2 separate regions of the Macaca mulatta genome follow, and region 1 is linked to region 2. A link is a contact called in public Hi-C data. All regions are on one chromosome and are shown on one strand. Each heading gives the region's core, a stretch centred on a gene start, on an enhancer-like site or on the middle of the called end of the contact. The rest is flanking DNA. Distances are from core to core; before and after follow the strand shown. Region 1 holds the start of LOC144329917. Region 2 overlaps APH1B (aph-1 homolog B, gamma-secretase subunit).

The links. Hi-C and Micro-C count contacts between places; a contact is called where the count stands out from the background.
Region 1: a contact with region 2 is called in a Hi-C map of fetal cortex germinal zone, with 4 times the contacts expected there. The contact joins the promoter of LOC144329917 here to the enhancer-like site in region 2. A contact is called at or near these places in 2 of 14 Hi-C or Micro-C datasets (fetal cortex germinal zone and liver).

What each region holds. Positions count from the first base shown.
Region 1 is chr7:40,937,228-40,940,329 of T2T-MMU8v2.0, forward strand. LOC144329917 reads right to left here and starts at 1,542. Exons shown (of 5, transcript XR_013395656.1): 1 at 1,049-1,542; 2 at 1-91. LOC706086 (F-box and leucine-rich protein 22) reads left to right here. Exons shown (of 2, transcript XM_001106074.5): 2 at 1,487-2,597. The coding sequence ends at 1,829. It also overlaps the pseudogene LOC106999197.
Region 2 is chr7:40,619,999-40,623,088 of T2T-MMU8v2.0, forward strand. APH1B (aph-1 homolog B, gamma-secretase subunit) reads left to right here. Exons shown (of 6, transcript XM_001105067.5): 3 at 751-821; 4 at 1,617-1,739. Among named protein-coding and RNA genes, the nearest start is that of APH1B, 10 kb to the left of the region's middle. Within about 2 kb of position 1,468, at least 8 of the 40 cell types and tissues checked have an H3K27ac peak or open chromatin away from gene starts, as enhancers often do. A contact at or near this core is called in fetal cortex germinal zone, where this site is marked.

The DNA.
Region 1 (3,102 bases), core at 292-2,791, 320 kb after region 2:
ACCGAATCTGGTTCTTCTGGCGCTCGGCTCAGGTCGGGAGGAACGGCTGAGGATGGCTGGGCGGGGAGACAGTCCGCTCTTTGTTTTTTCCCTGTATCAGAATTATTCCAAGATTCTTAGAGGAAAAGATCACCCAACACCTTTGAGGCTTAAACAGCTAATCCTTATAACCACCTTGAAGGTAACAATTCCTCCCACTTGACAAATGAGAAAGTGGCGCTCAGCAAGGTTCAGACATCTGTCCTGGGTTTGACAGCAAGTCAGTCACCGGCCAGTCCCTTGAGCTCCCTGGGCCAGTTTCTCCACTTACAAAACTAGGGGTGCAGAGGTTGACGGGGTGACTAACGAAGGCGCATGAACCTGAAGGAGGCCTGGGCTCGGTGTGACACCTGGCTGCGCCCAGCGTATTTTAGTGCCTTACTTCCCACCCCAGGCACAAAGGAGCTGAGCTGGCCCAGCCAGGGGCAGTCACGGAGCTGCAGGGGGTGCTGACGGGGAAAGGGAAACGCTTCCCCAGTCCAGACTCTAGCTCCCTCTGGCTGCGCGGAGCCAAGGCCCCAGCCCATTAGTCGGTCCTTCTGGACTGGGAGCAGGCTGGTCCCGTTTGTTTCCAGGGAAAGCGGGTTATGACTGCCTGTGGAAGGCCCCGTTGCAGGCTCCTCCCAACCCCAGTGGTAGACATTATTCCCCCATGCAGAGCAAACGAAGGCTCTCTGAGTGACTGACACGGCGATAAGCCAAGTCTAACTTGGCTCAAGATCTTTTTTTTGTTGGGAGGGGCTGGTGAGGCTGCAGCAGAGAGTTCCCCCAAGCTTTCTGGGCAAGCCACCTGGGTGGATGTCCCTGATTGTACCTGCTCAGGGCCTGCGTCTAGCTGCCTCCAATCCCTGCCCTTTTCCAGGCTGGTGGCCCAGGGGATGCAGAAACAGCTCTAGTCAACTAAGCTGAACCCGGACTCAATGCTGACGCGTGCCCCCACCGCCTCGAGGGTTGGGATGGGCCTGTCACTAAGCCACCTCCAAGGAAACAAATCCCTCTTCCCACTCACGTCCCGCCGGGACATTCAGGGGCCTCAGGCTTGAAGCTAGACTGGAGCAGTCAGTCGCCACGCACCGCTCCCCTGCGAGGCAGCACATCCAGAGTGAAACAAAGAGACAAGGGCTGTGGCTCCCAGAACCGGCATTCCCTCTGTCCACAGCCGCCCCAGAACTCTGCTGGGCCGGGGTCAGGGCTTCCCACTAGGGCTCCCGAGGCTACGAGCCAAGAACCCACGCAAATGAAGGTACGGTGGGGTGCAGGGGCAGAAAGAACAGGGAAAATGGGTCGGCCAGAAAGTCGACGTGGAACCCTGCCGTGTCATCGCAGCCAAGTGTCTTCACCTCGCAGGGCCCGAGTCCTCCTCGGTAAATGAGTCCACCCAGTCCCCGGGGCGGTTGGGTGGCTTTAACAAGCCAGTGAGCCCCGGGTCACCGCACTCTCCTCACAGGTGCCCCAACCTGGCGTCTGTCACGCTGTCGGGCTGCGGCCACGTCACCGACGACTGCCTGGCCCGCCTGCTGCGCTGCTGCCCACGCCTGCGCGCACTGCGCCTGGAGAACTGCGCGCGCGTCACCAACCGCACGCTGGCGGCCGTGGCGGCGGACGGGCGCGCGCTGCAGACACTGCACGTGGACTTCTGCCGCAACGTGAGCGCGGCCGGCCTGCGCCACCTGCGCGCCGCGTGCCCGCGCCTAGCCCTGCGGGCAGAGCACAGCGCCGCCATGCTGCCCGACCAGCCCCCGCGCCCGCGCGCGCCTGCCGCGGCCCTCGGCAAGCTTCTGCCGCGCTAGACGCCGCCCCGCTGCGGCCCCCGGGGAAGGAGCGCAGCCTCAGACCGTCCTGGCTGCGAACCCAGCTCTTCCACCTTGCAGACCACCACCGCATCTTCTGAGCCTCATTTTCCCTGTCTGCACAGTGGGAATAAGAAAGCCTACCTCACGTTAAGATTTTATACATAGGATAAACCCAAGATTAAATGGATGTTTGGAAAACACTCGGCTGGTTCTCACTCAACACCACCTCCTTTCCCCTCTTGCTTACGCCCCAAGCTTTCTGCTGTGCGCTCCCCACGGCGGCGGGAGGCGCCTGCACCTTTCTCGGGGACTCCGATCGCCGTTGAATCGAAATCACCTCGGTGGGGAGGACCTGACCACTCGGAGTTCGCGGGCTTGCGCGCAGGGGTGACTGGGGCCAGGGCTGCCGCGCGCAGGGGTCTGGAGAGCCTCCGGGCGGAGCGACCCCGCGAGACTCGGTCGGCTCCCGGAGTGCCCTGGGGACGGCCGTCTCCAGGGCCCCCGGTAGTGATCTCGGTAAAGCAGGAGGAGGGGAAGCAGGGGCAGAAAGAGCCACCGAGCCGCTCCTCTTTGAGGTTTTGCCCGCACGCGCGGCTGCCTGCCCACCTTTCTTGGGGCGGATGCGCTCCCGGAGTGACCGCTCTCGGGATTGTAGAAAATTCGCTCCCAATTGTTGAATGCTTACATAAACTGCATAGTTATCCATATTTTCTACTGTTCTCATATCATAAGAGAAAAATAAATGATTTGGAAGAAAAAAAAAAAGCCTCAAACACTTAAAAGCAAAATCAGCAGCCCTGGCTAAGCTTTTGATAATGGGACTATTATAAGCTGATGACAAGCTAGATTTTTCACCTGTTGGATTTGCTGGACGTGAACACAAGCCTGGGCTTCCAATTTCAATTTCAGGGCTGTAGTCACTGATGCGTCACATTTAGTGAAGGCTCTCGGCCTCCCCGCAGCCGCCTGGTCCTGGGTCACTGGGGAGGATTCTGGGTGGGTGGAAGAGGCGAGGAGCACTATGGGCGCTGCTCACACTCCGGCTCCACCCAGCACCAGCTGCGATAAAGCCCTTCACCCATCCAAGGCCAGGTGTTTCTTTGTGTGAAAGAGGAGCTTGATCCCTACTCACAGGTTCCTGAATTCATTGCTTAAATAGGGAAACAGCAAGGAAAAAGACAACTTCTGTTCTCATGAAGCTTACCTTCTAGTGGGGGAAGAGACAACAGGTAACTGGTATATACGAAGGTAGAAAGGGCCGGATGCGGTT
Region 2 (3,090 bases), core at 218-2,717:
CTCCTATTCTGAGGGTAGCATTGTATTCTGCAAGATACAAAGAAAGTATAAGATCACTTTCTCCCTTGAAGCCTTATTTACATATTTGTGATATAAAACAAATATGTAAAATGTTTTAGAATCAGAAGATCATACGATTAAATACTCATGTGAGAGTTCAGACCATCGGTATTCTAGGATTTAAGAATAAGGAGAGATTAGTGATTACCAACCATTGGTAGAGGCAGCTTCTTTAACAAATTGCTGCCTGAAGTGGACTCTGAAGGATGAGTGTAGTTTAGGTTCTACAGAGTGGAAGGTACAAGGGAGGGTGGCGGAGCAAGTATAGTCCTGGTAGAAGATAGAACAAAGTGCCAAGAAAGCAGGAATAATGATAGAGTACTTTGGGAAGGGAAAAAAAAGTCAGAGTGGTAGATCCCACAGGATATTGAATTAAATATTTGCCGAGTTCAGAAAGCAGTTGAAAGTGTTGTGGTTTTTATCTTTTTAAATTCAATTCCTGATGGCTTGTTTACTTATATTTTTCTTATTCTTTTATGCGAATGTCAAAAGGTAAAAATTAGTTGTTTATTTTGGTTGATTTTAGTTCATTGAAAATTTGCTGGGTTTTGTTTAAATAAATTATAGATTTAGAGTATAACCTGATGCAAAGCCTCAGTGGGTATCTGGGTTTGAAGTATCTTATTGGACTTTTCTGATATATTGCCCCCTTTTTTTTTCTTCTTAATTACATATGTGGTTTTATTTTAGAAAAGCCAGTGAGGGTTTGAAGAGTATAAACCCAGGTGAGACAGCGCCCTCTATGCGACTGCTGGCCTATGGTAAGTTAGAAACACATGGTTTCATTAAGGAAAACAAATCAGACTTGGCATAAAAGTCATTTGTATCTTTTGTATCTTTGTAGATTTCAAAAGATTATTGGTATTACTGCCTTGGCCTATTGGTATACAGAATTGCTTATTATCCCCGCCTTCCAGGTTCCTTTTGTAAATGAAAGTGATTACAAGTGACCCTTACCTGTATGTCCATTATATATTAACCAGGTTTGAAAGTTAGATTTTTAATGTGTATGTACCCTAACTAAGATTTTCTAAGTGATGAAACTGTTACTTTCTCCGAATCTTACTTTGGCTGTTCTAGGAGTAGTCTTCATATTAAAGCAGTTAATATCTCTGCATATTATACTTGGAGAATTATGTTTAAGATTGGATCCAGGTTCCCCAGTTGGGCTCAGGAATACATCGTTCCCCTTTACACTCAATTTCGGTTCTAAGCCATCAAACTTGACTCTGAAGGCTCTGTTATCATTAAGTAAAGCCAGAGTTTTGGTGTTGTATCCTCTGTCTCAACTATTTCTTCTGTGCCTTTCTAGACCCTTTTCTCCCCTTTTTCATGACTCTGCTGCATTCAGCCATTCATTGCCTTTCCTCTTCCCCCTTCCCTCTCCGATTTGTCATTTAGCCAAGCACATGCCTTTCCAGAGCCAGCTGTCTGCTGCTTCAGGCAGAACATAAGCACCCTTTCCCCTCCAACACACTTTATATTAACTAGTCCTTGGAAATTTGACTTGAAATCTTGGCAGGAAAAGAGTTAACAGTGTTTTTCTTCCTGTTTAGTTTCTGGCTTGGGCTTTGGAATCATGAGTGGAGTATTTTCCTTTGTGAATACCCTATCTGACTCCTTGGGGCCAGGCACAGTCGGCATTCATGGAGATTCTCCTCAGTTCTTCCTTTATTCAGGTATGTCTCTCATAGCTGTCAACATTCAGGCTTCTAGTCTAAATGATCATTCTTATTGGAGTTCACTGGCTTAGGAATTCCAGTGAATAGGAATTTATGTTATGTCTTTTAAAGGCGAAATACCCTGAGGCACTGTGAAGTAAAAGACTTAATTTGGAAAATAAAAATTTTGGTTAGAGTGTTTTAGAATTTTAGAGTGGAATTTAGCTTGCGTTAAATTTATTTTTATTTTGCTGTACTAACAATGTTGCTGTATAGTTGAAATGTTAGAAGTGGATTTTTAAAGGCCATGTGCTCTTTTTGGTTTTTATGATTTTATGTTATCTTCAGTAGAAGCCCTAATCTGTAATTGTCATTGTGGTGCCTTTTGTGGGAATAGGCAGTATAATGTAATCTTGAAATTGAGAGGAAAAATGGGATAATAGATGATCATTTCATCCAAACGATGCAGCGAAAAGGACCGACTCATTTCAAATTGCTTTTTCATCCACGAGCTAAAAATTGTCATCATGATGCAGTGATCACAAATTTGAGAGTTGGCAGTGTACATAATTAATGTAGATTTCTTCTAAGTTCCACAAGAAGACTCTTTTAAAAATAGGGGGAAAACACCCACTGTATTTTTAGTCATTTCCACAACAGTTACGCCATTGAAATAACTGATTCACATCATGATTTGTACATTCTTTTAATAGCATCTATGCTAAAACTCCTCAGGGAGTTTACCCTGTAATACGGGAATAAGAGAAAAAAAAATGTGAGTAAGCATTCCAGTAACAGTTTAAGGTAATAATAGAAAAGATATAAAGAGGTATGACCGATTTTTTAAAAATTTCTCCAATAGTTTAGAGGCATGCTGAATGTCATAGTGATCCCCAAGCCCAGTGGATGCCCATTCACCGTTCTCAGTAGACCTTTTGTTTCCATTTCAGTTCAGGCCTTGACATCTCCTCTCTGGCTTACCACCATCTGCCCTCAACTGGTTAGTCTTTCCTTAACACACTTTCCATGTGAATCCTGTATGCAACTACCAAACTAATCCTCCCTGTTACAAAAATGGTTTGCCTTTTCAGGACCTACAGGATAAAGTCAAGGCCCTTTAAATCTGGCTGCAAGTTAGAGGACAAGAAAGTGTGTTGGCCGGGCGCGGTGGCTCAAGCCTGTAATCCCAGCACTTTGGGAGGCCGAGATGGGCGGATCACGAGGTCAGGAGATCGAGACCATCCTGGCTAACACGGTGAAACCCCGTCTCTACTAAGAAATACAAAAAATAGCCGGGCGAGGTGGCAGCGCCTGTAGTCCCAGCTACTCGGGAGGCTGAGGCTGGAGAATGGCGTGAACCCGGGAGGCG